7 separate regions of the Mus musculus genome follow, and all the other regions are linked to region 7. The links are chromatin contacts, called in public ChIA-PET, HiChIP or PLAC-seq and promoter capture Hi-C maps. All regions are on one chromosome and are shown on one strand. The core of a region is the stretch at or near the end of the contact, and the rest is flanking DNA. Distances in the headings are between cores, read along the strand shown. Region 1 holds the start of Ncl (nucleolin). Region 2 overlaps Gm32700 (a long non-coding RNA gene). Region 3 holds the start of Nmur1 (neuromedin U receptor 1). Region 4 overlaps Dgkd (diacylglycerol kinase, delta). Region 5 holds the start of Usp40 (ubiquitin specific peptidase 40). Region 6 has its middle 14 kb from the start of Gm41907. Region 7 holds the start of Eif4e2 (eukaryotic translation initiation factor 4E member 2).

Evidence for each region. Promoter capture Hi-C pulls out the DNA fragments that hold promoters and counts their contacts. ChIA-PET counts read pairs in DNA pulled down with a chosen protein or histone mark. HiChIP or PLAC-seq counts read pairs in DNA pulled down with a chosen protein or histone mark.
Region 1: a contact with region 7 is called in an RNA polymerase II ChIA-PET map of memory CD8 T cells, with 9 read pairs. The contact joins the promoter of Ncl here to the promoter of Eif4e2 in region 7. A contact is called at or near these places in 1 of 39 promoter capture datasets (pre-B cells), 1 of 484 Hi-C or Micro-C datasets (CD4 T cells), 4 of 115 datasets of contacts at active chromatin or transcription factors (acute myeloid leukemia, bone marrow-derived macrophages, memory CD8 T cells and 1 more) and 2 of 9 other capture datasets (adipose tissue and liver).
Region 2: a contact with region 7 is called in a FOXA1 HiChIP or PLAC-seq map of pancreatic cancer cells. The contact joins the enhancer-like site here to the promoter of Eif4e2 in region 7. A contact is called at or near these places in 7 of 39 promoter capture datasets (the 3T3-L1 cell line, 3T3-L1-derived adipocytes, embryonic stem cells and 4 more), 4 of 484 Hi-C or Micro-C datasets (CD8 T cells, the G1E-ER4 cell line, cortical neurons and 1 more), 11 of 115 datasets of contacts at active chromatin or transcription factors (astrocytes, embryonic stem cells, extraembryonic endoderm stem cells and 6 more) and 1 of 9 other capture datasets (embryonic stem cells).
Region 3: a promoter capture Hi-C map of pre-B cells shows a contact between it and region 7, with 3 times the contacts expected there. The contact joins the promoter of Nmur1 here to the promoter of Eif4e2 in region 7. A contact is called at or near these places in 7 of 39 promoter capture datasets (the 3T3-L1 cell line, the C10 cell line, hippocampal neurons and 2 more).
Region 4: an RNA polymerase II ChIA-PET map of memory CD8 T cells shows a contact between it and region 7, with 7 read pairs. The contact joins the enhancer-like site here to the promoter of Eif4e2 in region 7. A contact is called at or near these places in 1 of 39 promoter capture datasets (liver), 3 of 484 Hi-C or Micro-C datasets (CD4 T cells, the G1E-ER4 cell line and the HPC-7 cell line), 2 of 115 datasets of contacts at active chromatin or transcription factors (large pre-B cells and memory CD8 T cells) and 1 of 9 other capture datasets (liver).
Region 5: a contact with region 7 is called in a promoter capture Hi-C map of liver, with 6 times the contacts expected there. The contact joins the promoter of Usp40 here to the promoter of Eif4e2 in region 7. A contact is called at or near these places in 10 of 39 promoter capture datasets (the C10 cell line, the HPC-7 cell line, cranial neural crest and 6 more), 2 of 484 Hi-C or Micro-C datasets (both in CD4 T cells), 3 of 115 datasets of contacts at active chromatin or transcription factors (astrocytes, large pre-B cells and memory CD8 T cells) and 1 of 9 other capture datasets (liver).
Region 6: a promoter capture Hi-C map of hippocampal neurons shows a contact between it and region 7, with 4 times the contacts expected there. The contact joins the enhancer-like site here to the promoter of Eif4e2 in region 7. A contact is called at or near these places in 3 of 39 promoter capture datasets (the 3T3-L1 cell line, cranial neural crest and hippocampal neurons), 4 of 115 datasets of contacts at active chromatin or transcription factors (embryonic stem cells, extraembryonic endoderm stem cells and stem cell-derived neural progenitor cells) and 3 of 9 other capture datasets (adipose tissue, embryonic stem cells and embryonic tail).

Annotation. Positions count from the first base shown.
Region 1 is chr1:86,357,607-86,361,077 of GRCm38.p6, forward strand. It overlaps Ncl (nucleolin), which reads right to left and starts at 1,849. Exons shown (of 14, transcript NM_010880.3): 1 at 1,600-1,849; 2 at 501-617. The coding sequence starts at 1,617. C130036L24Rik (RIKEN cDNA C130036L24 gene) reads left to right here and starts at 1,978. Exons shown (of 2, transcript NR_015507.3): 1 at 1,978-2,401.
Region 2 is chr1:86,436,279-86,439,296 of GRCm38.p6, forward strand. All of the region lies in intron 1 of Gm32700 (a long non-coding RNA gene), which reads right to left. Among named protein-coding and RNA genes, the nearest start is that of Gm32700, 3.7 kb to the right of the region's middle. Within about 2 kb of position 1,748, at least 44 of the 459 cell types and tissues checked have an H3K27ac peak or open chromatin away from gene starts, as enhancers often do. A contact at or near this core is called in the G1E-ER4 cell line and pancreatic cancer cells, where this site is marked.
Region 3 is chr1:86,386,841-86,390,158 of GRCm38.p6, forward strand. It overlaps Nmur1 (neuromedin U receptor 1), which reads right to left and starts at 1,301. Exons shown (of 2, transcript NM_010341.1): 1 at 473-1,301. The coding sequence starts at 1,301.
Region 4 is chr1:87,933,217-87,936,507 of GRCm38.p6, forward strand. Dgkd (diacylglycerol kinase, delta) reads left to right here. Exons shown (of 30, transcript NM_177646.3): 20 at 890-986; 21 at 1,178-1,285; 22 at 2,122-2,235; 23 at 3,068-3,202. Among named protein-coding and RNA genes, the nearest start is that of Usp40, 74 kb to the right of the region's middle. Within about 2 kb of position 2,010, at least 63 of the 459 cell types and tissues checked have an H3K27ac peak or open chromatin away from gene starts, as enhancers often do. A contact at or near this core is called in the G1E-ER4 cell line, the HPC-7 cell line and memory CD8 T cells, where this site is marked.
Region 5 is chr1:88,006,447-88,009,871 of GRCm38.p6, forward strand. It overlaps Usp40 (ubiquitin specific peptidase 40), which reads right to left and starts at 2,105. Exons shown (of 32, transcript NM_001198573.1): 1 at 1,992-2,105; 2 at 779-996. The coding sequence starts at 977.
Region 6 is chr1:86,485,708-86,488,801 of GRCm38.p6, forward strand. No RefSeq gene overlaps it. Among named protein-coding and RNA genes, the nearest start is that of Gm41907, 14 kb to the left of the region's middle. Within about 2 kb of position 1,759, at least 406 of the 459 cell types and tissues checked have an H3K27ac peak or open chromatin away from gene starts, as enhancers often do. A contact at or near this core is called in adipose tissue, embryonic stem cells, embryonic tail and 3 more, where this site is marked.
Region 7 is chr1:87,212,636-87,215,974 of GRCm38.p6, forward strand. It overlaps Eif4e2 (eukaryotic translation initiation factor 4E member 2), which reads left to right and starts at 1,279. Exons shown (of 7, transcript NM_001039170.1): 1 at 1,279-1,384. The coding sequence starts at 1,365.

The sequences.
Region 1 (3,471 bases), core at 599-3,098, 850 kb before region 7:
TTACTCTTGTAACATGTAACATTCACATGTGGCTTTAACTCCAGTTCCAGGGGATCCAAGTACATTCTAGTATGAGGGTACCAAGCATGCTTAATGGGTGCGCGCACACACAAAGATAAACATTAAACCCTGAAATAAGGAGACATGGCTTTCAATACTTTAAAAAAAAAAAAACTGGACTCAGCACCTGAGCTTTTCTAAGAAATCTGATTGAGCATGACCATAACAACGGTCTTGAGACAAGGTTTCACTATGTACTACTCCCTGCTTGCCTGGAACTCAAAATTCTGCCTGTTTCTGTCCCCTGTTTTGCCGACTGTCTTGCAGAAGGAAGGAAGGAAGGAAGGAAGGAAGGAAGGAAGGGAGGGAGGGAGGGAGGGAGGGAGGGAGGGAGGGAGGGAGGAAGGGGCTTGCCATTCAACCATTTACTACATATCCTGTATTTCTAAGACTTCCAGACATTCAATTCCACCGGTTTATTGCTGCAAATAGCTTCTTACCTCCTCTTCTCCACTGCTGTCATCTTCATCTTCTGACATTTCTTCATCTTCACTATCCTCTTCCACCTCCTTTGGAGGAGGAGCCATTTTCTTGGCCTCACCGTGGGTTTTGCCAGCCTACAAACGCACACAAAAATTGCACGCATTTTCAGTCACTTTGCCTTTGGCCACCACCTTTTTCTTACTAAAGGACACAAGCATAAAGACTTCTTCTTGGCCAGGCATGGCATTCTCCTGGCAGTTTTTTCTGCGAACCGCGCATAATTTTTTTTTCCTTCTCACAGATAACTGAGCAGACAGAACTCTACACCAAGAAACAGCCACAGGTTATAAAGTCTCCTAGTCGTGGCCATCTATTTTCTGGCATCTTCCACAAAAAAAAAAAAAAAAAAAAAAAAAAAACCCAGTTAAAGGGATCCCTTTAAGTTATTTGCTGGGGAAGGGGGTATCTCGAAATCACCTCTTAAAGCAGCACCACGTAACCCAACTGCTTCCCACTTTCTCTCGCTTCCAGCCCCACCACGTGGAGTCACCACGCCGCCACCTCAGGGGTCCACCACGTGTCCATCCCGGTCACCGGCAGAGACAGCAGATCGCCGGGCCACCCATCCATCCCCACGCTGCCGTCCCCCTTTCCGGGGTACTACAGACACTCCCCCACTGCCCCGGGTCGCGCGACACGTGCGGGGCTCCGCAGAGCACGTGGCGGGCCGCGCACCAGAGCACGTGCGCGGGGAGGCGGGGCCCCGGGACCGCTCGCCGCCTAAGGTTGGCCCTCTCTTCCCACGCCGTGCCCCTATCCGCTCTCAGCTCCTCCGATCTCTCCTCACACCGTCCCCTCCCGCCCGCTACATCCGAACCCTCGATATCGCCCTCCCGGAAACCTGCCTCCGCTCTTCTCATCCCCCTAAGTCAGAGGGCAAGCACCGCGAGACCTCCCGCTAGTCGCGCGAGACTTTCCCCCCCAGCATGGCGCCCTCGAACGCGCCCGGGATTGCGCGCAAGCCCTCCTCCCCTCCGCGACGGACGGGCGGGCGCGCGCGCGTCCCTCCGAAAGCAGGGGCCTAGTCGTCCGCGTCGGCGCGCCAAGGCCTCTTACCTTTGCGAGCTTCACCATGGTGGCGGATTACGGCGGCGGCGCGTGTGGAGAGCGAGCAGCTCGGAAGAGCTCAGCGGAAGCCACACGAAAGCGACTGCAGTAGCGGGTACCGACGACTCTGGAGCACGTACAACCGCCTGCCAGCTACAGCTAGCGTCTGAGGCAAAAGACTGAGCCTGCCCAGTAATCGCCTCTGGAAAGGCGACGAAGGGGGTCCTCGTGACTTCGGCTCCACCAACCAGAGCTCGCGTCCGTCCCCGGAGCCAACCGCGAGCCTTAACGCGGGGCAGCGTGAGGCGGGCCTAAGGCTTGACGAGGGCGGGGCTCTTAGGGGCGGGGCCTGACGTCTGCTCCTGAGGGCGGGACTCGTTTGGGCCCAGGCGGACGTTGACTGGTCAGTGTGCGGGTCCTTTGAATGCTCCTGAGCGCCGGGCTCTCCCCACGCCTGCGCAGTGGGACGGGCGAGTTTGGCGCGGCTTGTGTGTGAGGCGCGGGTAGGTGGCGGCGTGGCCCGGATTCCCTCAGGTGTTCCGAGGCAGCATGGGCGGCGATGCTCAGGTGGTCTGGGCGTTTCTCGGTGCTTTCCCCCGCGCCGCGTGGTCCTGCTGAAGAACGCCGGAAGGCCTAGGGTTCCCTCGGGCTGATGAGCGGGCCTCGGCCTGTTCTCCGCGGAGTCGCGAACGGCTTCTTGGCTATGATGCGAGTCCCCGCTTTCCTGAGAGCTCCTAATAAAAGCAGTTGTGCGTGTGTGTGTGTACGAGCAGTGCACAAGCGATCCATGTAATGTCGGTGACCTCTCGCGGTAGGTATAACTCCAGGTTCAGAGAGGTGACTTCCTGGTGTGGTGGGGAGAAGTACTCGGCCCGCCTGTGACCACGCTCACAGGTTCCCTCCATGGCGGGGGGAACGAGAGAGTTGTCTGGCGTTGCTTTAAATGGATTGCAACCAACTGGTTCCAAGCATAGCACACAGGCGCCCTTCATCAGCTAACAACATCCACTAGAAATGACCTGTGGAGTTTTCGTCCGGAGTTGAGATAGGACTTTATTCTTTACTGTCCTAGAGCACACATGTAGACCATGTTAGCCTCGACCTGTATCGGCACGCCTGGCCCGACCTAGGAGATGTTATTTTATGAGACAGGTTTTCTCTGTGTATTCCTGGCTGCCCTGGGACTCACGCTGTAGTCCAGGCTGGCCTTGAACTCAGAGATCCCCCTGCCTCCCTAGTGCTGTGATTAAAGTCATATGCCATCATACCTGACTTCAACCTCGGGAGATTTTAATGCGAGTGGGATGTGTTGAGTCCCCAAGTTTTTTTATCTGAACTCGGGCCTTTGGAGATAAGTAGAAATAGTCACTGTGTGATGCTTACTTACTACGGCCTTCCCAACGCGGTGGAGGGCAGCCACAGCTACACACCAGTGCGCTCTTGTCAGGGCAGGAGATGGCGAACCCGAGTTGTGGTGTGGGGGCATTGTCTTTATAGCGAGACCGGTCACACCTTGTACTGTATATTATGGAACCAAGGGAGACTCTTGGGTAGAGAGGTAGGAAGGGTGGTGTGAGGAAGACTCTAGATATTTCCAAGCAGAGCAAGCTAAAGGCATTCGGGAGGAGACAAGAAGATGAGCTGTGAGTGTGAAATGACTTGGGTGACATGGCTTCCTTTGTCAATCCAATCTATCTGTATGGGCTATCCTCAGCCCTCTGGTGTACAGTGCCACTAAGAGACCTCTGCTTGCACCCAAGGTTAGTTACACTCTCAGATATCAGCTGCCTAGTACTTTTCTTGGCCATTTATTGTTCATTTGCCCCTTCCCCAGACAGCACAGACTGTTGTCTGCTTTATTCTTGGTACCTAAAGCATTGC
Region 2 (3,018 bases), core at 498-2,997, 780 kb before region 7:
ACCCAGCAAACAGAGACTTAGCAAAAATAAAAGAGGGTAGGGATTAGCCCTGGGTTCAGTCTACCGCACTGCATAAAACCAGGCATTGTGGTGACACATGCTAGTATTTCCATCCCTTGGGAGATGGAAGCAGAAGGACCAGAAATTCAAGACCATCCTTGGCTACATGTTTATGTGGTTGTAGCTTCCTAAGGCCATCGTCCTCTTTCTGATTCATCTGACTCTTCCCTCTGGTCTTCTGCACATACCCTGGGGTGGGGGTGGGAGTGGGGGTGGGAGCTCATCTTCCTCTTAGTCCGGTCCCGTCCGGCCCGGCATACTCCCATCCTGGGTAGATCCCACATGATAGGCACTATCCTATGCTATCTGATTCCTCTGCAAGACTGAAGAGGGACTTACCTGCTAGAGCTGTTGGCCATAGATGGCTTAGGCTATCGGCTCCCTCTGGAGATAGATAATGATGGAAAATGCCTTGCCTGAGGTCACACCTCCTTCATGGGTGTGCCCAGTGACTGCTGTTCAGGGGTATAGAAACATCCAGTCTCAATTCAGGACTATGAGAAAGGTCCGTGATGTCTCTGGTGCTTCCCATAGACTGTATCACAGTCCCGTCCTCCCTCCTCTGCCAGTCCCTGATACCTTCTTCTGCCCTCCAGGAAGACCAACCCCAGAAACACTCCCTACTGAGGCTGCTGCTTCTGGTTAGGTGTTGTCCCCCCTTTTAGAGATGACCTCCTTGAAGCCCTGATTACCTACCTAGACACTTCTGAGTACCTCTTGCCTTTTCAAATACCTATTCTGTAACAGTCACTGAACAGGCCTGCTATGTGCTGAGTACTAACTGTTCTAGGTGGGAAATAGTGAAGCATAGTAGGACAGGTACACGTCCAAGAGGAGTTCAGTACTGCAGAGGGGCATGGAAAAAGCAGCCCCGAAGATAAGGCAGTAACAGTGAACCTGAGAGTACTATTTAAAAACAAAAAAACAAAAAAACAAAAAAAACAAAAACAAAAAACCCAAAATCAAACGGAATGAAGACACAACACAGACTACTTGATCATGACTATGAAAAACTAGCTGTTCCTGGCCAAGCTTGAATCAGATAAAAGGTATCACTGCAGCAATCTGCCCCCCCCCCCAAAAAAAAAAAAACAACGGGGGTGAGGGTGGGGTTAGGCACTGAACTTCTTGAAAATGTACAATGACAGCCTTTCAGAGGGGAAGAAAGGCACTGAATTTAAGGCTCAAGGGGTAAGTGGGGGATGAGCTTAATAATAAATGACTGAGGCGGGGCCAGACGGTGCAAAGTCTTCAAGGACGGAGTTTCCCTTCTAAAGGAAGTGGGGACCAAATTCTGAGGGAAGTTGAGAACTATGTGATAGCTCTCCATGGGCCAAATACGAGACAATAGGGTATTTTGTGTTTCTCATAGCTCAGGCTAGCCTCAAAAATCACTATGTAGTCAAGGTTGACCTTCAACTTCTTAATCCTCCTGCCTCCACCTCCTGAGTGCTAGGATCACGGGTGAGCACCGCCAGACATACTTTAAGTAGTTCTTGAAATCTTCCCACATGCTAGGCAAATACTCTTAGCCGAGGAGCCACACCCTCAGCCCCTGAGATGATGATACTTAAAGCAGCAAGGGCTGAGGCAGAGAGCCTGGATAGATCACTGTGTCCACACTGCTTGGCCCAAGAGTACATCCAGAAGCATTTCTGGTAGTGCTGGGGAGCTTGGCCGTTGGTTTCAACCTCTGCTGCTTCGAGCTGAAATCTATACAGTCCAGTCCTTGGGCTTATTTAATGTCTGCATACTCCTGTGCTGAGTCACTGTCAACAGACCCATCAGCTGACATTTATGCTTCTGCAAACCCAGAGCCGTGCCTCTCAAAGTGTGGTCTTCACAGATCCATCGACCCTGCCTGGGAGACTCAACGGAACAAAGACTCTCAGCCTCCACCCAGATCACTGGATCAGAATCCTACCACTTATAAGAGCCCCGAGAATCTCCCATGCTTGATGAAAAGACAGCTCTGTGGTAGAACACTGGCCTGGCATCTGTGAGGCCATGGAATCCACACGATCTCCTATACCAGAAAGAAAAATAAAAGAGAAAAAGCCGGGGGTGGGCAGGGCATGGTGGCTTGGTGGTGAACACCTTTAATCCCAGCACCGAGGGGGAGGAGAGTTTGGGGGGAGGGGGGAGAGGAAGGTGGATCTCTGTGAGTTTGAGGCCAGCCTGGTCTACATAGCAAATTCCACACCAACTGCAGACATCGATCTCAAAAACAAAAAAGAGGTAGAGAGATGGGTCAGCAGTTAAGAGCACTGGCTGCTTTTCCAGAGGGCCCTGTTTCCATGTACAGCATACATGATGGTTCGCAACTGTCTGAAACTCCATTTGTTTCATGGGATCTGATGCCCTCTTCTGGCCTCTGTGGGAGTCAGGTACCCATATGGTACACAGGCATAGACATGCAGGCAAAACACCAACACATAGAAAGGAAGGGGACCAAGGAGATGATTCAGCTGGTAAAAATCATTTGGCAACCTAAGTGTGATCTCCAGAACCCATAGAAAAAGCTGGATGGGGTGGCTTGAATCTGTAATTCCAGCCCTCCTGCTGGGAGATGGGAGGTGGTACAGTATCTCTCATCAAAGGAAAGCTCACATCCAAAGGGCAGGGGCAAAAACAAGACAGACATTGCCTCAAAAGCAAGGTGGAAGCCCAGGTATGGTGGCACAGGCCTTTAATACTCAGAAGAGGCAAGAAGATCTCTGAGTTCCAGGCCAGCCAAGACTACAACAGACCCTGTCTCCAAGCAGCATCAGGGGCTCTGGAGGACAGAGCTGCTCAAGGGCCCCAGAGAAAACCACCACCGTCCAACAGATGTAGGAATCGGGGCAAAAGGCAAGTCGCCCTTGAGCTAAGCTAGAGCAAGATTTTGATTGGGAGTAGAAGATACATCCCAAGCTAAAACAAGGATGGGAAGGAAGACGCAGACAGAGGACCAAAGGG
Region 3 (3,318 bases), core at 51-2,550, 830 kb before region 7:
TACTTTGGAGGTAGAGGCAGGTGAATCTCTGGTCTACACAGCAAGTTCTAGAACAGCCAGAGCTACACAAAGAAACTCCTTCTCTCTTTTTTTCCCTCTTCCCTTTTCTGTCTTTCTCTGGCCTCGCTCCCTCCACCCCAAGCCCCACTTGCTCTGGTCCCTGCTAAGTCTGGCCCATAGGTTTTTTTTGTTTTATTATTATTATTATTATTATTATTATTATTATTATTATTATTATTATTAGTTTCTCATTACGGATGGTTGTGAGTCACCATGTGGTTGCTGGGATTTGAACTCATGACCTCCAGGAGAGTGGTCAGTGCTCTTACCTGCTGAGCCATCTCACCAGCCCTGAAACCCTTTCTCAAAACAATAACAACAACAAGCAAGCAAGCAAGCAAACAATACCCTGGAAGCTCAATTCCTTCCCCAGACTGGAGGAAGCTCAGCTTTCTCCTCAACAATGACTTACACAGCATCTTGGTCACCTGTCTCCGTCCCCTATCTTGCAGCTGAATCCTTCTGTGGGAGGTCTCCTGGGTTGCTGCGGTTTTCCTGCCCTTGACCTCCACTTGGAGCAACATCCTCTCCCTCCGCAGCCGCAGCCCAATGAGCAGATACAGCACACTGATGGTGACCATGGGCAGACAGAAGAAGAGCAGTGCGGTAGTCAGTACCACCAACTTGTAGAAGTCCATGGGACCCACCAGCGAACATATAGCTGAGTCGGGCACCGGCCCCCGGCAGGGCACAGTTAGTTGACTGAGGCCATGCAGGCTGGTGTTGGGCAGAGAGAAGAGAGTAGCGAGGACCCAGATGGCCCCCACCATGCGGCGCACATGGGCCCGTGTCATCACAGACTTGGCTTGGAGTGGGCGCACCACGGCCACATAACGCTCCACACTCAGGGCTGTGACATTGAGCACTGAAGCTAGGCAGACGGTCTCTAAGAGCAGTATTCGGAAGTAGCAGGCACTCGCACCCAGCTGGAACGGGTAATTTTGCTGCATCTCATAAAGCTCCAGAGGCAAGCCCACCAGGAGCACCAGCATATCGGACACAGCGAGGCTGAAGAGGTAGAAGTTGGTGGGCGTGCGCATAGTCTTGTTGCGCAGGATGACGGTGCAGGTCAGCCCGTTGCCCAGAGTGCCCACCACGAAGATCAGCAGGTACGTGACACAGATGGGGACAAACTGTTTCATCTGCTGTGGCCCCAAATACTTCAGCCTCAGGGCCTCATCGGTAAGGTTCAGATCCTCAGGTTGATAGGGCCACTTGAACTCACTGATATTGCAGACCAGGGGGCTCCTTGAAGCATTTGGGGAGAGCGCTCCAGGAAAGATGGAACAATTGAGGCAGGGAGGAGTCTGTAGGATAGAAGGGGGAGATACCCAGAAGTCATTTAGGTAATCCCAGCTCTGTCCTAAGTTATCACACTGTAGAGGACTGATTAGTCACATGCCACTGGGAAAGAAAGCATCTGCCACCCACTAAAGTGCATTTCAACTACAGAGTATCCGGAGTGCAAACCTTGAAAATAATAAAATTGGCCGGGCAGTGGTAGTGCGCAGCTTTAATCCCAACGCGAAGGAAGCTGAGGCAGGCAGGTCTCATGTGAGTTTGAGGCTAGCCTGGGCTACAGAGCAAGTTCCAGGACAGTTAGAACTACAGAGAGAGACACTGTCTAAAAAACAAACAAAAACAAACAACAAAAAACCAATCAACAACAACAACAACAAAGAGTTATCCTCTATCCTCTACACACATACATGCAAACAGTATATATGCACAAGTACACACACACACACAAATGAAATACTTTTTAAATGATAAGATTGGCCCTTTACAATCTACTGGAATCTTTGAAGAAATGCCAGGTTTTTCCAAGAACGCTTGGCTATCTCCTTTGGCTGTCTCCCTTTTAAGACAGACTTCAGGAGAGCCACTTGATGTGGACCTCAGAAAAGTGGGTGCAACTGCAGTATTGCTTGGTCTTTAAAGAGCCGGGGCTCCTAAAGCAACTGCCAGGGCAGACCTGACCTCCCCAACTCCAGGTGCAAGATCCCGGTATTTAATCCACAAAAAGCATCGACACATGGCAGACCTGACATACAGAACGCTGTGTGTGACCTTGGTGTGAAGAGAAAGCCACCGTAGGGGTTAAGTGAAGGAGTGAAAAAGCTAAAAAACTGTACTTTGACCCAAATTTGATTCTGTTTTCTGTCACCTGAATCACTCCCAGTCTAAATATTTTATATTCTTTGCACCTACTAGACCTGGAGTTCTCACTCTCGGAACTCTCACGGAGAGGAGCTGGGGATGGGCAGGTGACAGCCCAGGTTCAAGAGAGCAGCGCTGAGACGACAGTCATCAGAAAAATGACAGAAATAAACTGACTAACTGAGAGGTCTCTCCCACAACCCCCAAATGTCTCACAGAGTTTTTCCACCCATCTCACTCTGAGAGCCGCTCCTGTCAGGGCCCGTATCCCGCTCACCTACCATGCCTTCTGCCCAGGAGGTCCTGTGCGCCCTGGCTCCCACTGACAGATAGATGCTGAGCTGAAGGCGACCTGACAGAGGCTGCCCTCCCCGCCTTCCTGGTTGCTTCGCCTGTTGTTCACAAAATCGCCACTAGAGGGCAACGCTGACCCCGGAGCTTGGAGTACTTAGGACCACTCCCAAAGGACTCTACCTGCATCCAAACCATACTAGCTAGCTGTTGGAATCACCCGGAGCTGAGAGTGTCTTCTTTTTCTAGACAACAATCCCATTTTACAGGTGAGAAGAAAAGAAAAAAAGAGCCAGAGAGAGGAAGTCCGTGAGACTTGGGTCTAAAATGCTGTCCCCACCTGCAGCACGCCGACTGAGCAGGACTTGTTCCGTGTCCTGCAATTCTTTCTGACCCACATTTTCAGACAACCTTCTTACGCACCCCTTAAGCCCCTGAAAGTCAGCAGCCTACAGAGTCTCATCCCCGTGACTCCACTTGTACACTCACAGGATAGCAATCCCCCCAATACACACAGTCTCATAAGGGGTTTCCAGCCCCGGGGTCCAAGCACTAGTCTCCTCCAAGGAAATCGCCCTCTCTCTTTTCAGCACCTCCTCCCACACCGATTCTTTCCCCGAGCATTGTCCCGACCCACTTCTTCACTCAAAGGAGCACACAAAAGCCTAGTCAGGTGTCATAGCCACACTCACCGTCTGCATTTCTGTCTTCAGTGTCCCCTCAGCTTCCCAGTATCTCCTCACCATGAAATTGCCTCCTCTGCTCCGCCCCCCTCAATCCCTGGCTTCTTAAGAACTTCATTTATAA
Region 4 (3,291 bases), core at 760-3,259, 720 kb after region 7:
ACAGTTGCTGAGTCCCTGTGGGTTAAAAATGGTGTCTGGTTTGCCACAGGGCTATGGCTGCTTGTCAGTGGGTGTCAGGCTGCCGCACAACCCTGCTCCGGGGGTGGGGAAGTGCAGTCTGAGGTCCCTGGGGAACTGCCGGAGTTGGCTCGGGTGTCCTGGCCCACACAGAGGACAAGGACAACAGATTCTCAGACTCTTGGACACTGAAGATGCAGCTTGATGTTGTGGAAGAGCTGAGAACTGAGTAGGGGTTGGAGGGGCTGGCGCTAGCCTGGGGCGAAGGGAAAAGGGCAGGAGGAGAGCTCTGGATGGTTCCTGAGGGGAGAGTGTCCTAGGCTTGGTCAGGGCAGGTTGGCTGTGTGTCTGAAAATGTAGAGAGGCTTCCTGCATTAGATTAGGCATGGCTCTTTAGAGGAAGACCTGCTCCATTGTTCCCCACAGCAGGTCCCAGTGAGAAGAGGCAGTCCATGGTTTTAAAGCATTTATTGTTATGGTGGAGAGTTGTGACCAGTGAAACTTTCTCAGGGTGGGCCTAAGGTTAAATACCTTTTGCAGGGAGGAGTATCTGGGAAGGAGAGCTTGATTGGCTAAGCCCCTCAGGCCTTTAGGTACCTCATTTAAATGGAGCTCTGTCTTGAGGCTATGTGATCTATGGGTCAGGTTGATGGTCACATAATTATGGAGAGCTAAGGCCTCATATCAGGACCCTGGTGTCTAGAAGTGTGGCAGACAAGCGACTTCTGTCCCTTGCTGGGTATCTGGGGTTTAAATCTAGCTCAATTAGAAACCAGGCTGCCTTTTGAGGTCGCACAAGTCCCCAGGCTTCATAACAGTAACTCAGGTTATTGTAAGAGAGCCCTGTCCAAGGTGGCACTTCTGTTTCTAGGAGTAGGACTAAGAACATGATGTGGTATGGTGTCCTTGGCACCAAAGAGCTGCTGCACAGAACCTACAGGAACCTGGAACAAAAGGTCCTGCTGGAGGTGAGTGGTAGCCTCCTGGCCTGGTGGGTGACCTCCCAACCTTGGTTAGAGATGAGTTCTACTGAGCCTTGCCTGATCGTCCCTGAGGAGCCTTGCCTTGCCACAGGCCCAGCATATTAAATTGGTGCTAGGAAGAACTGGCACATACTGAGTACTGCTCTTTTCTCTCCATCTGCCTTTCTGCGGCGCAGTGTGATGGCCGCCCTATTCCCCTCCCGAGTCTTCAAGGAATTGCTGTCCTCAACATTCCCAGCTATGCTGGAGGGACCAACTTCTGGGGGGGCACCAAGGAAGATGATGTACGTATGGGGTTTGAGGTGGGTGGGCTGGGCTTAGCAAGGTCAGTGAGGCATGACTAGATGGGATATCTCCTTGGTCCTAACAGTGGGCATGGTGGAGGACCAGATAGACAGGTTCCCTCACCAATCGGCCTGGTGTCTAGAAGGCAGGTCTAGCACAAGATCAAGTGAGAAGCAGCTGAGACTTGAAGGAGAACTTAAATTGTCCGAATTGGCAGGCACTAGATGGAGAGTATCCTGTTTTGGCAGAAGAAAGGAGATGTGGAAGCTCAGAAGCAAGAAGGGGCAAAGTATATAGAGAACAGTTCCCCAAGTGCAGTGTGGAATATGTGCATGGAGGAGGGAGATGCCTGTAGGGCCTGCATTGTATGAGGCAGTAGAAGCCAAAGGCAGGAGTCTGGAGTTTATGTCAAGAACATAGGAAGATATTGACGGGCTTTAACCAAGGTTTGCATGTAATTAAAAAGCCAGCTTGGCACTTACTGCAGACTTATTTGTAGGCCACTGTTCTAAGTACCTGGAACCTGTTTGCACGTTCATTTTATATACCTCCCCCTCCTAAGGAGCAAGCAGTGTCATCTCCCTCTGAAGGACGGAGGACATGACTAACTTGCCTGAGGGCTCATGTCTAATAAATAGCACGTTTGAGGGCTAGTCTCAGGCATTGGGCTTCTGGGTAACAGATACCCAACCCTGCACTTCATTTACCACCATCACTGTACCATGTGTGGGTGTGGGCTTGTCTGTCTCACCAGAACCCCCAGAACAGGAAGCAGAGCAAGAGGGAGACGCGTTTGGGGAAGTGAGGCAGACAGCTTTCATGCTGGCCCTTTCAGACTTTTGCAGCTCCATCATTCGATGATAAGATTCTGGAGGTGGTTGCTGTGTTCGGCAGCATGCAGATGGCTGTGTCTCGTGTAATTAAGCTACAGCATCATCGGATTGCCCAGGTACTGGCCATGCTGTTCGATAGGTCTAGCCCACCCCCTTCTAGGACTCATCCCTGTTTGGAGAGGCAGGGTTTGGCCTAGGATGCTTGGATTTGCTCACAGTAGAGACCCAAGAGAGATGCCTAACTAGGACCTTAGAGGCAGCCCCACTCTGCCTCCCTCTCCCACTGAGTGCTCTGAGTCTTGCTGAGGTAGAAAAGGCCCAGATGAGCCTGGTCTGCTGCAAGAAGCAGTGCACCTTGGACATGGATCTGTCTGTGGCGATGACTAAGCCCACCGGGGCTTGACAGACAGCTCTGAGGTTAGCTAGAGAGGGCAGTTAGGTCAGGGCTCTTGGCTTTAATTCTGACAGCACTGAAGAGCTGGTACAGGTCCACCCACTTTGGGGGTGCAGGGAAGGAGTAACTGTACATACAGTGCAGTGCTGATAAGATCTGTTGGGTCTTCCTGCATTCTCTTGGTCCCCAACACTCAGCTGTTTAAAGTTTACCTTTTTGTTTTTGTGCACATTTTTGTAAAGAGTTGCAGAAGCTTTATCATCTGATGTTAGATTTTGCTCTGCCCAGGGATGTTTACATCTGGCAAGGACCATGACTCTTTGACCCCTTTAGCCTGATATCCGTATCTGTACCCAAGATCTTCTGGTTATACCTATCCCAGATGTGTGGGGAGGGAACAGTAGGGGCAGAGGGGGCAACAGAGCAGAGGCTAGAAAAGGAGGCCAAGTAAATGGCTGTGGGTAAGGAGTGGGAGTGCAGACACTCAGAGCAGCAAGGCCTGTGGGTGCTTTAAATCTCCTGGCACGGGAATAACAGTCTGGCATCTGTTTAAGTGTCGCACAGTGAAGATCTCCATCCTGGGGGATGAAGGCGTGCCTGTGCAGGTGGATGGGGAAGCCTGGATCCAGCCACCTGGGTACATTCGGATCGTGCACAAGAACAGGGCGCAGACATTGACCAGAGACAGGGTAAGAGCAATTGCCATCGAGGCCTGGTGGGGTCTGGGTTACCAGTGGCTTACTCATGGGCTCACCTGTACATTCATAAAAGAGGCAAA
Region 5 (3,425 bases), core at 855-3,354, 790 kb after region 7:
CTTCCAGCATGTGGTTTCTGGAGAAATAGTCTGTCATCTCGGTAACTCACCACAGCCGTCTAATACAGCTAATCTGTGTAGGTTTTTGTTTCTGTTTCCTTTACAAAGCTCCTTACTTCAATTCCTTTGGGTCTTTGAAATTCATAATTTCCAGGTTTTTGAGTGATGAAGGAGGTGTCTGTACACTATTTTTCATTCCTATCAAGGTCTGGGGCAGACAATGCTAACTAAACAGATTAACATTCCTGTTGTGAATATATTAGTGTTCATACTCCTGAGAGAACTAAAACTCCCAAGAAGCCTCAGCCAGGTTAGCTTCTGAGGCCAAACAAATTCAGTACAGATCAGCTCAGAATCAGAGTTCTCTGAATCTCAGAAATGCAGATATGTAACTATGGATGTGTATAAATAATGTGACAACTTTTCCCACTGCAGAAGTCAAGCTGCATGTGTAACCCTGTCTTAAGTGACCGTTACTCTGGAGAAAGATGAGAGAATTCTCTTTATGTTGTATTTCAAATTATGGGAATTAGAAATACCTTGCCTTGTTTTTGCTGCTGTTGTTATGAAACACTACATCACTACACAGAATAGATTTTTTAAATGGTAAGCTTCATAATTTTCTTCAGAGAACGGCAAATATATGTCTTTCTTTGCAACAATGAAACACATATTGTTGAATCCACCTTAAGATTCGTTTTCTTTTATGTTTTTTTCATAACTAATTACATATAAAGCCCACGGTACATATTATTCAAATGCATGTCACATAGCATACCTCTGAATTCAGGTGTGAAATGAAGCGTCTGAAGAAGGGAGCTGAGGTAACAGGTTCCACCCTGATTTCTGATTCCACTTAAATTGGTGAATTCTCTAGGGGCAGGCGGCTCCAAACCTTTAGTCTTTAATTTCTTCCCTCTTCCATACTGACTACTTGACACACTGGAATAATCCTCTTCAAATAGGTTCCCAAACATGGTGGAACTAAACGCTATCCTTTAAAGAAAATATGTTACATAAATGTTTCCATTCTTTAAATGTACCTCCACCCCCAATTTTCTCTTATTATTCGAGCGTAGCTGTTTTGTTAAATCGTTCTTCAGAAAACACAGTAGTTTGTGTTTTGGAGAAAGCGAGACCTGACTTGTCTTTCCTACCTACACGGGGTCCTGATTAACCTGTGTGATCCTGGACAAGTTATTTTAGCTAACATTTACTTCTATGTAAAATGGGGCTGCGTATTTTTCATAGGTAAATTAAACCAGTCACATGACAAAAGAAAGGTTACTGAGTACAAAGGGCTTGACCCACAAGAACCGATAACTATTCTTGGATTCCACATCACTAAATGAGGGGGGGGGGGAGAGAAGGGGAGGAGCCTTCATCAATTATGAAATCTCAGCTTCCCCCATCCCTTCATACACAGTACCAGATCACAGCGTTTCAGTGACTTAACCCTATCACATTAATCTTGACAGTAGTTTCAGCACTTTGGCCCTAAACTAGAGAGCCAGGAGTAAGTACCTTGAGGAAGAAAAACTCTGGTCATTAGAGCCATGGAGTCCAATGGCCTTCCAAAACATACCCAGGAATCCAACTGCAGAAGTGGGGACCTGCGGGAATCTGTTCTGTTTCTTGTGTGGGGAAGGGACATTTGGGGTAAAACGCTGAGAACACTCTCTTAAGTGATAGGAATGGCCAAAATGCAGTTTTCTTCCTTCCCAACACAGTCCTCTGAACAAAAGCTCAAGAAATGGAACTCGCGAGGCAGGCCTCGAGCTAGCTCGCGGGCTGGCTTCCCGTCACGCCGCTCCAGAGGCCTTGCCGCCCACCAAGCCGCCCAGCGCCCAGGAGCGCGACCAGGCGCGCGTCCCCGCGGCCCGACCCCTGACGCGCTGCCAGCAGAGGCCCGGCGTCTCTCCCCAGGCCGCCGGCGTCGTCCCTACGCTGCCCTCGTCCCTCCCTGCGCCCAGTTCCCCAGCCCCACTTACTGCCTATAGCCCAGACCCCCGCCCCGGCCACAGCACAGAGTAAACGAACTCGCTCCGAACGGGCACCGCCATGCCGAGGAGGCCGTGTCTCTGGAAAGTGATTTCCAACCACCCACCCCCACCCCAGATGCGACTACACTTCCCAGGGTGCGTCGCGCCACGCGGAGATTTATGGGTAGTTATACTGCTCTTTTTCCAGACGGCTTACAAGTTAAAATTTGTATTTATTGCTGCCTGCAAAAAGCGTTGGAGCCACATTCTGTTAGAGCTTTCACCATTTAAGTGGAGTATGTATTTATATAGTCTCTGCTCTAGGATAACAAAAGAACCTTAAAACAGTTTTTCCTCTTCAAAGTATATCTCTGATACAAAACTTGTGAAAATGCTCTACGTTCTGTGAACCTTCTTACATCGCCTTCAATCCACCTTAAGTAGTTTATATATAACCATGCAAGCATGTATGCACACAAAACTGTCTGTCCTGCTGGAGCTCTTCGGATAGGTTACTTCCCATCCTTTGCACAGACCCCATTTGTATCTCCCTCGTCTCCTCCAACCTCTATCAGGATGTGAATGAAGGAAACAGGTGAAATCTAATTTTTATTTCAGCTGAGAGTTTAAGAGATGGAGAACAGGAATAAAGATGGAGGGTGATGGGGGTTGAGGGTGGCAGAGTCCAAGTGACCATCAGTCCAAGGGATTTGTCTTTGGAACATTTGAGGGAGGCTGGTGTGGCTAGAACGCTGAGGAAGTGTTGGGAGGAAAGGACTGGAGATGACCATTGGCTAGGAATAAGGGGTCTGGGCCAGGAAATGGACTGGGAGAGTACACAGCTCTCAGTACTCCAGGTGGAGGACCACTTTGCTTTTTAGCAACCTCCCCTTCACTTTGCTTTCCTGGCCATATCTCTTTCTGTCTTATGGTACTTTATCCTCCTATTTAAAAATCACAGCTATACCTTAAACTTTTATTCCCTGACCAAAACTCAACACTGTAAGCCAAGATCCACAGGCATAGGTGGCTTCCCTCTGGGCAGCTATATCCCCTTACACCCATGTGCTTGTTAGTTAGGTTTTGATTACTTTTTTTTTTTCTTGGTAGGTTGTTTGTTTTTGTACTTTATTTTGTTTTGTTTGTAAACGGGACACAAGCTAGGGTCACATGGAAAGAGGGAACAGATGCTGAGAGAATACCTCTATAAGATTGGCCTGGAGGCAAGTGTGGGGACATTTTCTTGATGAATGATTAATGTGGGAGGACCCAGCCCACTATGGGTGGTGCCAACCTTGGGAAGGTGGACCTGGGTTGTATAAAAAACAAACTGAGTGACCCAGAGGGAACAAGCCAGAGAGCAGGGTTTCTCCATGGCCTCCACTTCAGGTTCTGCCTCTAGTCCCTGCCTTGAGTTGCTGCCCTGCCTTGAGTTCGTGATGA
Region 6 (3,094 bases), core at 509-3,008, 730 kb before region 7:
CCCTGGCTGTCCTGGAACTTGCTCTGTAGACCAGGCTGGCCTCGAACTCAGAAATCTGCCTGTCTCTGCCTCCCAAGTGCTGGGATTAAAGGCATGCGCTGCCCGGTTAACCCCCTTCCTTCCTTCCTTCCTTCCTTCCTTCCTTCCTTCCTTCCTTCCTTCCTCTCTTTCTTTCTTTCTTTCTTTTTTTTTTTTTTTTTTTTTTTTTTTCGAGACAGGGTTTCTCTGTACAGCCCTGGCTGTTCTGGAACTCACTTTGTAGATCAGGCAGACCTCGAACTCAGAAATCCCCCTGCCTCTGCCTCCCGAGTTCTGGGATTAAAGGCGTGCGCCACCACGCCCAGCCTAACCCACTTTCTTATACAACCCAGGACCACTAGCCCAGGAGTGTGTGTGTGTGTGTGTGTGTGTGTGTGTAGAGGTTGTACAGACCTGCTGTGTAGACCAGGTTGTCCTCAGACTCACCAAGATCTGCCTGCTTCTGTCTCCTGAGTGCTGGGATTATAGGAGTATCTAATAACAATTTTTATTTCTTTTGAGCTGACCTCTACCTGAGACCTGACTCTGCTTCCTAAACGCTTGTATTAATGGAAAAAACAAAAAACAAAACCATACCAGCTAATTGTATCTTTTGGGGGGTAAGGGGGATTGAACAAGGTTTGGACCACTCTCTGTAGACCAAACCTTGAACTACGAGATCTAAGAGATCCACCTGCCTGTGCCGGGTACTGGGATTAAAGGAGCGTGTTACCACTGCCTGGCCTAATTTTATTTTATTTTTTTTTGAAGATTTATTTATTTATTATATGTAAGTACACTGTAGCTGTCTTCAGACACTCCAGAAGAGGGCGTCAGATCTTGTTACAGATGGTTGTGAGCCACCATGTGGTTGCTGGGATTTGAACTCCGGACCTTCGGAAGAGCAGTCGGGTGCTCTTACCCACTGAGCCATCTCACCAGCCCCTAATTTTATTTTTAAAAGATGTTTTTTATTTTATGTGTATGGGTGTTTTCCCTGCACAGGTACCTATCTATGCACCACTTTCTTGCCTGGTGCTCAGGGAAACAACAGAAGGCAGTCTCTGATCCCTTGGGATTAGTAACAAGATGGTTGGTTGTGGGTGCTGGGAATAGTATGCTAGCCCTCAATAGTAAAAAGTGCACTTAACCACTGAGCCATCTTTCTCCGGACCGCTTTTATTTCCTTTTTTGAACATGTTTCTAAACTAGGGTTCAATGACCCTGAACTCTCTTGCCTCCACTGCTAGAAAGAATACTTACAGGTTATGGTTAAAATACTTTTAAAAATGGTTTGTCACCGCCTTCGGTGAAATGTCTCTTTAACAGAAAATGTATTTCTGTTGCTCAAAGGCATTCCCAAATCAAATTTGCAAATAGCACCTTGCAAAAGGTTGGGTCAGTTCGGTAACTTCTATGCCTTTGCCTTATCCATGGGAGTCTCACATCGCGATACAGGCACTTTACAAAGGGTTAAGCTACCATCTCCGTGCTCAAGGGGACCGTGAGAGGTAGAGAACTCGGGAAGCAAGAGGCGCCATGGGCTGCCCAGCAGGCGTGCGGGTCCCCACAGGCTCAGAAACGCTGCCAGCCGCGCCATTTAGGTCGCAGGAGAGAAGATGGAGGATGCTCATCCTCCCGGCGCGACCCGCGCCTGCGCCCTGTGTACCCGATGCGTCCCGTAAGGCCGTTAGAACAGGCAAAGGAGGTGAAAGGGAAAGGAAGGGAAGGGAGCGTAGGGAGGGACCAAGCCCGCGGTTCCGGCGAGCCCGGCTCCTGCGCCGAAAATCCGTTCCAGGTCGTCAAGACCTGAAGCCGCTCCACGAACCCCGGCCGCGCTCCGCGTTTTCCCTAAAGCCCTTTGTGTCCCCGCGCGCCTCTGGGAACGCGGGAACGCGCGCTGAGCTGGGCGCCTGCGCAAAGAAAGACACGCCCCCAACCGGGCGCCTGCGCAAAAGGGGGCGCGTGCAGGTCGCACGCCTGCGCAGAAACAGGCGCGCCCCTCCCGTACTTGAGGATGGGCGCCCTGCTCTGCCCCGCCCCTGCCCGCCATTTCGCGTTCCGTCGCCTCTCCTGAGCCGACGTTCGCGGCGTTTGTGTGATGGACGCCTCGAAGCTGGTACAACAAAAGCCGTCGTTGCTCGAGCTGCGCGGGCTGCGTGTCTTGCCTCTGGCCACGGCACCCAAGGACGGGGGAAGTGGGCGACTGTGCACACTCTGACATGGGTTTGCTAGTCAGCCCGTGCGTGCAGAACCTTGGCGCAGCCGCCTTCTCGTTGTGTCCATCCTCGAAGCCTGCACCCTCCTAACCTACATGCACAGCCAGAGTCGTGTTTGCCCTCTTCTTCTAAGTGTAGAGACTGACGGGCTTCCACGTATCGTGTGAATTCGTTGGGAGGATGTATTCGACCTAAGTGTGTCTTCAGTTGGGTTGCACCTCCTGGCTGATTATAATAAGGTCTGCACTCAACTTGTTTTTGAGTCTCGGGGAGCTGACTAGATTCACCGGTACCTTATTCTGTGTCTTGAGAGAAACTCTCGTTCGAGACATAGAATCCATCGTTCTTGACGAGTTAATATAAAAAAAAACCTAACCACCCGGTTCCCATTCCTTGTGGGATTCTATTTTAACTTTTGAGACAGGGTCTCCCCTGATTGCCCAGGTTGGCCTCTAACTATAGCAACAGCCTGCCTCTGTATCCAAAGTGCTACGAGAAAAGACGTGCGCCACTACTTCCGATGTACCTCTCCTTATGTTTAAGCTTCTCTTTGGGTACAGCTTTTGCACAAAAGGCATGCAGTGACGAGGAGAGTGGCCCCTGGGTGAATATTCAACTAAGGATGTCTTAATGACCCTGGGAAGGAGGTGGGTTCTTTTAAAAGGTCAAAAAAATGTGTTCTGGAGGAAGCTCTTTTGTGGACTGTTGTCGCCAAGCGTATATTTGGATTGAAAGAATCTAATGGGAGGCCCAGCAGTGGGGACAGTCATAGAATAGAGGGTGTGTGGAGAAAGACACGGGTTTGTGGCATCTCCAGAGGAGAGAAGCCTCAAGAGGTGAAGTGAGATTGAGTGCAT
Region 7 (3,339 bases), core at 29-2,528:
CCCATTGTTAGAAATTCTTCACAGTATGGATAGTCAAGAGGCACTGTTCAAAATAAAATAAAATAAAATAAAATAAAAAACAAACAAAGCCAGGCAGTGGTGGCACACGCCTTTAATCCCAGCACTTGGGAGGCAGAGGCAGGTGAATTTCTGAGTTCGAGGCCAGCCTGGTCTACAGAGTGAGTTCCAGGACAGCCAGGGCTACACAGAGAAACCGTGTCTCGGAAAAAAAAAAAAAAGGCCCTGTTCACCTGACCCACATTTCACATGAGCAAGCTGGGGTCCAGAGTAAGAGGAACTCTCTAGAACACTCCTTTATAGGGTTCAAATTTCCATCTCTGATCCAATCTCAGACACTGTAAGAAAGACTCCTAGCCCTGCAAATTCCTTTCGTCCTCTCTCTTCTCAAAAGCCAGAGTACTTGCAAGGCTAGGCCCAAAGCCACTGGGCTGGGTGTGACAGGAGAGCTTCCTCAGCCTCCCTTACATGCCAGGCAATAGGATGATCCCCTGAGGTCTTCCTGAGGAGAAAAAGCGTGACCTTGCTGAGTGACCAGGGGACAACCACGGGCCAGTCCTGGGACACTTTCCTCACCTGTAAATACAGGCACGAACATCAATTTCTACCCCTCCTCTCTGGTGATTAAAAATAAACATCTAACAATGTAATATGTTCAGCAGATGGGTCAGGAAAATGCGTGCCTCATAGCTCTGGAGTTACATCACCAACTAGGGAATTTATTCCTGTGTATGTGATGTGGTTTTGGACAGTCCTTAGGAGTGTGGGGACAATGACTTCAGTTGAGGAGGCAATGATGAGTGAGACCATCTCGGTCCTCAGTAAGTTTGTCACCCTGGTTCGACTCCCCCCACCCCCCACTTCACCCAATATATAGGGAAGGTCTTAATGTATCCCAGGCTGTCCTCGAACTCACTATGTTGGTTAGGCAGGTCTGGATCTTCCTGCTGCCATTTCCCAAGAGCCAGAATTGCAAGTTTGTTTGTAGTGCTCTCTCGTCCTCTCCAAACACCAAGAGCAAAGGATCAACTGCCAGAGAATACCATTTACTAAAGGTTACTATGCCTGACATTTTCCCCCTGGAATCCACGGGGAGGTTAAAGTGGATGGCCGGCAGCCTGCGTAGACAATGCTCAGTGCAAGCAGCCACACCAAGACAGCCCCGGTCGGAACAAGCGCTGTCGTCCCGGGCCACCCGTCCGGGAAAGAGGCCCCGCCCAAGGCCTGAGCACTGACGTTCCGCTGAGCGCCTCGCCAGCCAACCGGAAGTAGCCGGGCCCTTAGCGATGGGACCCGGTAGAGCGGAAGTCACTCCGTGAGGCAGTGGCGACAGCGGCGGCAAGAGGATGAACAACAAGTTCGACGCGTGAGTGGCGCGTGGCCGACCCCGGGGCCCCTTCCCCCAACCGTCCCCCGGGACCGCTCCCGCCGGGGCCGGGCGCGCCCTCAGCCGAGCCGCTCGCTCCCGGGCCGCCGCAGCCCGAGCCTTCCTGCGCCCGCGGGCCCGACGGGGCCGGGAGAGCGCGGCCGAGGTCGCCGGGACCCCTGAGCCGCTGGACCCCGGCGCGGCACGGGCCGGGGGAGGGGAGGCCGCGCCGCCCGGAAGGAGATTTTCGGACGCCCCGCCCTGGTGGGTGCGGGCTGCCGGCGGCGTGGAGGGGCGGGACCTCAGCGCTTCGGGTGTTTCCGCAGCCTTGCTGCCTTCTCTCTGAACGCGGCTTCCCTCCCGCACTCGCTCGGCGTCCTGGGAAGGTCACCTCTCCCTTCCGAGCCTCGATTTTGTCTTCTGCAAGCGGGGACGGTAACAGAGCCCGTGTCGTAGAGTTGGGCAGCTGCGATGAGGTAATGGGGCAGCCGCGCTGAGTACTGTGGCCTCTCGAGTACGGAATGCTTTTCATCTGAGATTCTTCCTGCTTCCTCCCCGACCACCACCCTCCCTTCATCCCCCACCCCGTCCCTGTCTTTCAACTCTTAGTGGCTGCCCACCCCTGCATTCATCTCCAATTCCCGCAGCGAACAGTTGGGAAGTACAGAGAAGAAATATGTGTTGGGGTGGGGGATGGGGGGGTGAGAACATTCCCCTCCTAACGATTAAATCTTTTAGCATTTAAAAGTAATTTTCGTTTTCATCTAGCCCCACTTAAGTTAGTGTTTCACAAGAATTGTATCCCTGGGTAGATTGCAGTGCTCCCTCCTCTCTATGGTTTGTAGTGATCAAATCTGGTTTATCATTCAAAGGCCTACATTTTTAGTTTTAAGCCCACCAGCTGTTTGACAGTACAAAAGTCCTCCAGTCTGAGCCATCGATCTCACCTCTGTAGTGGTTAGGACCGGAAGGACCACATCACGCTCTGCAATACTTAGAGGTACTGTGTAAAATGCTGAGCATGAGCTGTGAAGGGAAAGTGGACTCACTGATAGGTGGTGAAGCTGCAGGTTTTCAATACAGTGAGTTCAGAGGTGCAGACTCAGGAAGTACTGGGATGGGGATTCCAGTTGTACAGCCAGCTCTTCCTTAGGTTTTCATGGTGGCTGAGTGAGCTCTGCTTCTTGAGAAAAGACCTGATGTCTTCTCCACCTTGCTTATTAGCAGAGTCCAGCAGGATAGAGATCCATTGGTCTCCTGTCATAGGCCCTGCAATACCTAGCTTCATACCTGCAGCCCTTCCTCCCTTCTTCTCCTATTGGAACAAATCAAACTGCATCCTAAGAAGATAGTTTTTAGGTTGCCTGTCTTGAATAAGGATGGTTATGTTGGCCACTGTCGTCGTCACTGTTCTGTTGCTGTTGAAGAGATGCCATGACCAGGCAACTGTTTTTTTGTTGTTGTTGTTTTTGGGGGGTGGGGGTGGGGTCTGAGACAGGGTTTCTCTGTGTAGCCCTGGCTGTCCTGGAACTCACTCTGTAGACCAGGCTGGCCTTGAACTCAGAGAAATCCGCCTGCCTCTGCCTCCCGAGTGCTGGGATTAAAGGTGTGTGTCACCACTGCCCGGCCGGGCAACTCTTATGACAAGTTTTTTCTTTTTCTTTTTTACTTATTTATTTAACTAACAAGGCCACACACCTCCTAATCCTTCCTAGCAGTTCTGCTCCCTGGTGACTAAGCATTCAAATATATGAGCCTATGGTGGTCATTCTTAGTCTAGCCACTGCAGCCACCCAGAGGCATCCCTGTGGATTTGTTTCCTAACTTTTTAGGTTAGCATAGAAAGTAGCAGGTTCTATTAGGACACCTTCATACTCAGGCCATTACTTTGTTCTCCTTCTTCCCTGCCCCCACTGGACTCGCTGTGGTCCCTCTCTAGCTCGCTTTTTTTCTTC